2 separate regions of the Columba livia genome follow, and region 2 is linked to region 1. The links are chromatin contacts, called in public Hi-C maps. All regions are on one chromosome and are shown on one strand. Each heading gives the region's core, a stretch centred on a gene start, on an enhancer-like site or on the middle of the called end of the contact. The rest is flanking DNA. Distances are from core to core; before and after follow the strand shown. Region 1 overlaps CASKIN2 (CASK interacting protein 2). Region 2 holds the start of LOC135575665 (unconventional myosin-XVB-like).

Evidence for each region. A called contact is a pair of places that touch in the nucleus more often than the background predicts.
Region 2: a Hi-C map of crop shows a contact between it and region 1, with 3 times the contacts expected there. The contact joins the promoter of LOC135575665 here to the enhancer-like site in region 1. A contact is called at or near these places in 2 of 2 Hi-C or Micro-C datasets (crop and liver).

Annotation. Positions count from the first base shown.
Region 1 is chr18:9,283,574-9,286,810 of bColLiv1.pat.W.v2, reverse strand. CASKIN2 (CASK interacting protein 2) reads left to right here. Exons shown (of 20, transcript XM_065034028.1): 19 at 1-324; 20 at 526-2,902. The coding sequence ends at 622. Among named protein-coding and RNA genes, the nearest start is that of MCHR1, 44 kb to the left of the region's middle. Within about 2 kb of position 1,655, at least 1 of the 3 cell types and tissues checked has an H3K27ac peak away from gene starts, as active enhancers do.
Region 2 is chr18:9,423,864-9,427,223 of bColLiv1.pat.W.v2, reverse strand. It overlaps LOC135575665 (unconventional myosin-XVB-like), which reads right to left and starts at 1,629. Exons shown (of 4, transcript XM_065034109.1): 1 at 1,407-1,629; 2 at 194-355. The coding sequence starts at 1,541.

The DNA of each region.
Region 1 (3,237 bases), core at 406-2,905:
CACAGACGTCCCCGCCAAGCACACCTCTGTGGCATCCACCAAGCTTGTCTTCTCCGGGCCCAAGACAATCTACCAGCAGGTCCTGCAGCCCTCCCGCCACACCGTTGCTCCCTGGGTGGCCACTGAGGCGGTGCCAGATGTGATCGGGTCCCTGGCCGGTCCCAGCTCGCTGACGCTGGAGACGGGCAGCAAAGCGTCGGCGAAGCCTTTGGCAGCTGCCCCGGGGGCCGCGCTGGCCCAGCAGCGGCTGGAACAGACCAACTCCACCCTGGCTGCCGCGCTGCAGGCAGCCGAGAAGAAGATCACAACGGAGGAGGCAGAGAGGTGAGAAAGCACTGGGACAAGGGAAACGCTGGGGTTGGAACTGGGAAGGCCCTGGCGAGGGCAGGCGAAGGGCTGTGTGCGGGCACACGCCTGTGCCACACCGGGTCACACTGGGAGGGTTGTGTCCAGCCTGGCCAACCCCACCCCATCAGCACCTGAGGCCGTTGAGCGATGTTCTGACTCTGTCCCTTTCCTCTCCAGCCACCCCAGGGCCGTGCACTCAGCCAAGAACATCCTGGAAGACATCAGCAACATGTTCGATGACCTGGCCGACCAGCTGGACGCGATGCTGGACTGAGACTTGCTCCCTCCTTCCCCTCCTCACCTCCGGCTGCTGCGCCAGTGCCCTCCAGACGGGGGGAGAGCGGACCCGGCACCGAGTGGTGCCTTCGGGTCTCCCCGGCCACCTCCATCCCAGCACTCTGCGCCACGCTGGGAATGCAGCCGCCCCTCTGCCCACCCAGCTCTGTGCCACACGTGCCGGCGCGGCCGCGGGCCGGTTTCCGAGGGGGTCAGGCCTTTCCCACCAGACTGGCAGCAGGAGGAGAGCACAGAGGGGCTGCACACGCGGTCCTGGGGGCCTCGGAGAAGCCCTCACATCCTTGCACAGAGCCAAGGAGCCTCCACAAGGGACCTTTCTCCTTCCACGCTGCATTGCTGAGTCTTGCCTCTCATTATTTATCCCCTGCCAACAATGTGTCAAAAGAGAGACCTCCCCAGGCAGCCGCCACCGAGCTGGCTATTTACTGAGCAGATCCCAACCCCAGCAAGGCCTGACAGCAGCTAAAAGAAGACAGGGCTTGTCGCAATTTGGCAGCTTGCAGAGCGAGAAGGAACCTTCCTGCTTTATTTGTTGCTTTTCCAAATGCGTCAGCGTCAGGGCGGCGTGTAATCTAAGTGGATGGAAATCCCTCCGGTGGGACCCGCGAACCCCTCGAGACGGGGCTGGCACAGCCTGCGGAGCAGCGGACGCTCTGCCGGACACGGAGATCTCCCTGCCCCTTCCTGGGGCCGTGAGGATGGTGACGGCAGTGCCGAAGGCCCGTGCGTTTGTGCCAGTCCGCCTGGATCGTGCTGCTAAATGCAGGCTGCCCTCTGCCGACACCGTGCCGACGCAAACCTCCGCCCCGCTGCTGCCAGGGTGAGGTAGCAGCATGGTTAGCGCTTCCCCGACACCCCATCCCTTTTTTTGGGGAGAAAACGGTCCGTTTTCCCAGTCGTGCTCCCTGCGGGGAGCTGCTGGCACAAACTCCGCCGTGAGGGTTGTTGAACAGTAGCGGCGTTTGGGAATCTGTGAGATGTTTCTGTGCAGCCCCGCGGGAGCGGTGACCCCGCGCGCACCGGGGAGTTCAGCTCGGCAGCGGCTCCCGCGCGGTCGCAGCCCCGTGGCCGGGGAACGGCAGCGATGGCTCGTCTCATCCAAGCGGTAGGAACGGCTGCATAGCTCCAAGACAGATGTCTCTAGCAGGATCTGTTCAGTAGTGCATGTCTAAATATGTCTAAGAGCCCCGAACTTGGCTTGCGCTCGGCATGCCAAGCACATGAAAGCATCGGAGCACCAGAAGGGAACCTAAGATTGTGCTGAAGTGCCATTTGCTACAAAAATTCCAAACAAATGGAAAAAAAAAAATCCACGTATTCCCCCCTTTTAAAAGAATCGCCAATGCAAACTGGAGAGGGAGAAGGTGGCCGAAGAGGTGGTTGTTTCCCAGCCTTTTTGGGAGTTTGCGATGGGATCAGCTCTGCAGCCCCTCGTCCCCACGGGGAGCAGCCCCTGTGAGCTCTGGGGCTGAAATACATTGAAAAACCCTGAAAAAAAGAAATCATATCATTGGTGGGGACTTGAGGTCAGTTTGAGGTGGTTAAGACCCTTCTCTCCCAGGTAGTTGGTTGCTCTGATTTATCTGTCACATTGAGTGTATTTAAGTGACCGTGTCTGACAGGCAAGTGCTACGTCGTGGACCCGATTGTTTTTAAATAGCTACAACCAGTGGCACTTTATCAAAAGGTTTGCAGAAACCTTTTAAAACTGATTTTTTTACTCTCATGAGTCAACCTGGGACAAGCCCGATTATTTTTTTCCAGTGTTGATAAACTGTAAATGTTTTTGTTTTTTTTAAAACGCCAATGTATATATTTTAAATGTGATTTATTATATATATATTTACTAACCAGAACTGCAAGTCTTGTACTCTAGGGTCAGGGAAGAGGACACTGGGGTGGAGCTGTCGCTGTCTGAGCCACCTGAGGGCAGCACCACGCTGCTCTCGTTGTCAATAAGGGAACTTAACATTTGATTTTGCAGAAGAATGACTATTTTTTAAGGTCTAGATCTCTATTTTGAAGCTACTGTACGGAGTGTAAGTTATGTACACTGCAAGTGGGACTAACTGACCCCGGCTGCACCTGCTCCATGCAGCAAGACAGTGAGGGGAAAAAATAGCCCGTGTAATCACCAGACTGACAACAGATTTTAAACCATCTGCTCTGTTTGTGTTAATCATGTGTTTTGTTTTCCACTAACATCCATTAAGACTAAATTCTATTAAACAGTGGGGCATATTTTACCCTTTTGATAGTTTTGCCTAGTTGTGTCCTTCGTGTCAAATTGCACAAGCTTGTCTCCTGCTCTAAGTTCATCGTGGATCAGCTTTGTCCTGCCCCTCGAGTGCTTAAGATCTGGGTTTCCTCAGATAATCTGCCCTGGTAAGAGTCCTGCTGTCGCCTCCAGCGGGGTTAATGTTCAGTTTGAGTTTTACCACCACGGCAGTAACGTGGTGTAAGAGTTGGAACAAACAGTATTAGCCTGACCATCGCCATCAGGAACAGATGTCCTGCTAGTGCTTCTCCATCCTCCTTGGTGACCAGAGCGCAGCCATGGTGACACCAGCTCCTGCTTTGCTCAGAACAAGA
Region 2 (3,360 bases), core at 380-2,879, 140 kb before region 1:
AAGCTCTAAGGACCTTTGGTTGCCCCCCATCTTCTGTCCCTGCCTAGGTCAGTCTAGAGCCTAATATCAAAAGAACAGAATAGTCTTCAAAGGATATCGCTGGTCAAGACTAATGTCCCTGGTCCCATCACATGGGGTGACAGCAACGTTCAGCACAAGCAGCCCATTCCCAGGCGGCCAGGGGTCAGTGTACCTCGGAGGAGGTAAAGCAGATGTTCCCCAGCTGCAGAACGGCAGCCAGGACAGCCCAGGTGGAGGTCAGCTGGTCGTCCGAGAGGCTGATTCCCTCCAGAGCTTGCACCAAGTCCAGAAAGTCCTGCCTGTCCTCCTTCCCCAGGATGTCACACGCTCTGCCCTGGGACAATAGGGACAGATAATAATGGTCAGCTGTTTTAGGTCCAGGTTGGAGCTGAGCTACCAGCAGCAAAGAGAAGTAGTTGTTTTAAGGACTGGAGAAATCTGAAATAAAGACCAAAGACACGACTAGTGGGAGCTCAGCATTCATGACAGACCAGTCTCCCTTCTCTCTGGAATTTTTGAGAGTATTTTTGTCAGTCTCTGCCAAATTCTTTACACATGATCTGATCTTTTTGCCTTTTCTGCTCTGCAGCAGGCTGAGACAGTCCTGCTAACTATCTCCTTGAAGAGTGTACAATGCAGACCCTTTGCCAACTAGGAGCATCACTCCATTAAGGCATGAGCCCTTAATTGCCCTCCATCCTTGAGTGTTTAATGGTACTTGTCCATTCCTTGCCCGAAGGAAAGGTGATCGTAATCATTCATCAAGGATTCCTCACATGAGCACAGCTGCTGTAAAGAGTTTGCTCACCTGGGAAAGCTGATCCACACAGTTGAAAAAGGAAAGATATCTTGTTATTGCTGTGAACAGCCTGAGTATGGAAAACATTCTTAAACAAAAGAAACTGTGCTCCAAGGTGATGGCTTGCATAAGCCTGGCAAACAATTTACCAATTTAAATAGATTGTAATCAGCAGTACATTTCAGTGGTTTAAAATTTCCACCCACTGGATCAGTCAATGAAGCAAGTGTTTTGCCAGAGGTAGAAAGAAATACCCCTTGCTCTTTTCAGTCCCACAATAAATGGCAAATGCAAGGAAAAGCAACAAGAAAATACTTCCTTCACCACAGGGTGGAGCCATGAACCTACACAATGACTCTTTCTAAAAACCTTTCTTTGGGAGCAGAAGGGGCCTCAAGGCAAGAAAAAAAATCATATAAGAGACAAAGGTATTCCTTCTTAGGTCAGGTGTGAGAAGGAGCAAAGCAGATTTTAGCATAGTCCTGTGAGGGAGGCAAAGTTATCAGGTGCCTCAGTAACCAAGCAGAAGCGACATCTTGGCCATTTCACTCTATCAGCTGCTGCAGAGCATCCTCGCCTCACTCACCTGATTCAGGTAGAAGTAAGACTCTGCTTCTTGCAAGTACATCTTCTCTTTCTGCTCTGCAGGGAGCCCAGCCAGTAGCTCATAAAACACGTGGTAGTTCCTCTCACCGTGGGCCTGACAGGGGACACAGTTCATAGAGTTGACCCATATCCAGTTCCAAAACCCTATAGAATACACTCAGTGAGCAGGGACAATGGAACTCTGAGGTCAGCAAGGTGAGGCTAGAAGCCACTCGAAAACTATTTCGTTTGGAATGGGTTTCTCGCTAGCACTTCAAGAGCATTCCATGTGAGAGCAGTCCCTTCCACACCGCTCCAGTATCTGACCTTTTCCACACTCCAGACATCAAGAAAAATTAGTTGAGGAAAGATTTAACTTCCAGTAATCCCTGATAAGTGGCTTAATTCAACATGTTTGAGACACAGTGACTTCCTGTCTTATTCAAATAAAATAAGAGGTTTTGTGCCACACAGAGGGGACATACATCTTGCTAAGAGAAGAAATGGGATGTAGTTCTAATACTCATTCCTATCCCTGTTATTTAACAGTAATTTGAAGATTAAATATGAATAAAAGAGAGAGGGACACCTCTAGGAGGCAGGGGCTCATTGGTCCTCACCTGAAATACCACGCGAGACTTCTCCAGCAGGTACTGGGAAATGGATGTTCCCACCACGACGCCACTGAGCATAAGACAACAACAGATCCTGTCAGAAACTAGTGACGGGTTTTCTGCAGATCCATTTCTCAGAGGTTTTAGTAAAGGGAGATGTTGCTGAGAAACATGTGTATGACCTGACCAACTTGGTCTGAACTTTGAAGCCTTCCAGAACTGGTGTTCTGTATCAGACTGTTACAGAGGAAGCAGCTATGAAACATACAGATTCAAGTTTGGCTTCTGAACAGCCTCCAGAGTACAAGGATGCTTGGAATTGAATGATTCTCACAGGACACGTCCTGAAAATAATCCAGGGAACACGCCACATCCCTTCCCTTCAACCACATCCGATTGCTGTTGCTTTACCACTCGCCTATCTGACCTTACCCACCCATTTCATATGACATGCTGATAGCCTGTGGGGACAGGGGCCACATTTTTGCTTCGTAATTTAATTGCAGCTTGTGCAAAGTGATTCAGGACCAAAACCAGGATGTCCAAACACTACAGCAATAGTGGGCCACGCAGCCAGCAGCCTGGAGTTAAGCTGCACACAAGGATCTATAGGCCTTTAAGCCTGTCATATGTCCCATGCAGATTAGGAAGATGCACCCTGTGACAGCTCGGAAGGATAACATCCCAAGATGTTCCTTTAACTTACTTTTGCAGGTGAACATTGAGCAGCTTTCCAAAACGGCTTGAGTTGTCATTGAGAATGGTTCTGGCATTCCCAAAGCTCTCCAGTATGGGTAGGACAGTGCAGGGCTTGAAGATGGAGAGAACACTTCAGTAGCAATTACAGGTTTTTAAAACCAAAAGGAACTTAAGTAACTGTTAGTTTGAAAATCCAAGAAAAATGGGATTTTCACTCTTGCTTGGCTAAAGAGTCTCTTTCCAGGTTTTTCTTGGTGTCATCACCTCTAGCCATTGGCAAGTTTCTCTGTGAGCTCTTTACCTTCACTGCTATGATCTTTCACTTCTGCTCTATGTTTGTTAAGATTTACCTCCCAGACACAGCTATAAGCTCTCTAAGGCCAGTATCATGTCTCTGTTCAAACACACACAGCACTCTACACAGCATGAGGGCTCCCAGATACTAAAATACAGAACAAAATACAGCAGCTGTCCTGGTATCTTTACAGGAGCTTCACCTTAAACCACAAACCATTCAAAGTCCAACCTGGCTAACCAGGAATAAATAAATAACATAAATAGTATGGCCTCTTTGTACTGTTTTGGGCTTCTCCTCCTTGCCTAACCACCACAGAACAACGCCAATCCCAGTCGCCCCTTACC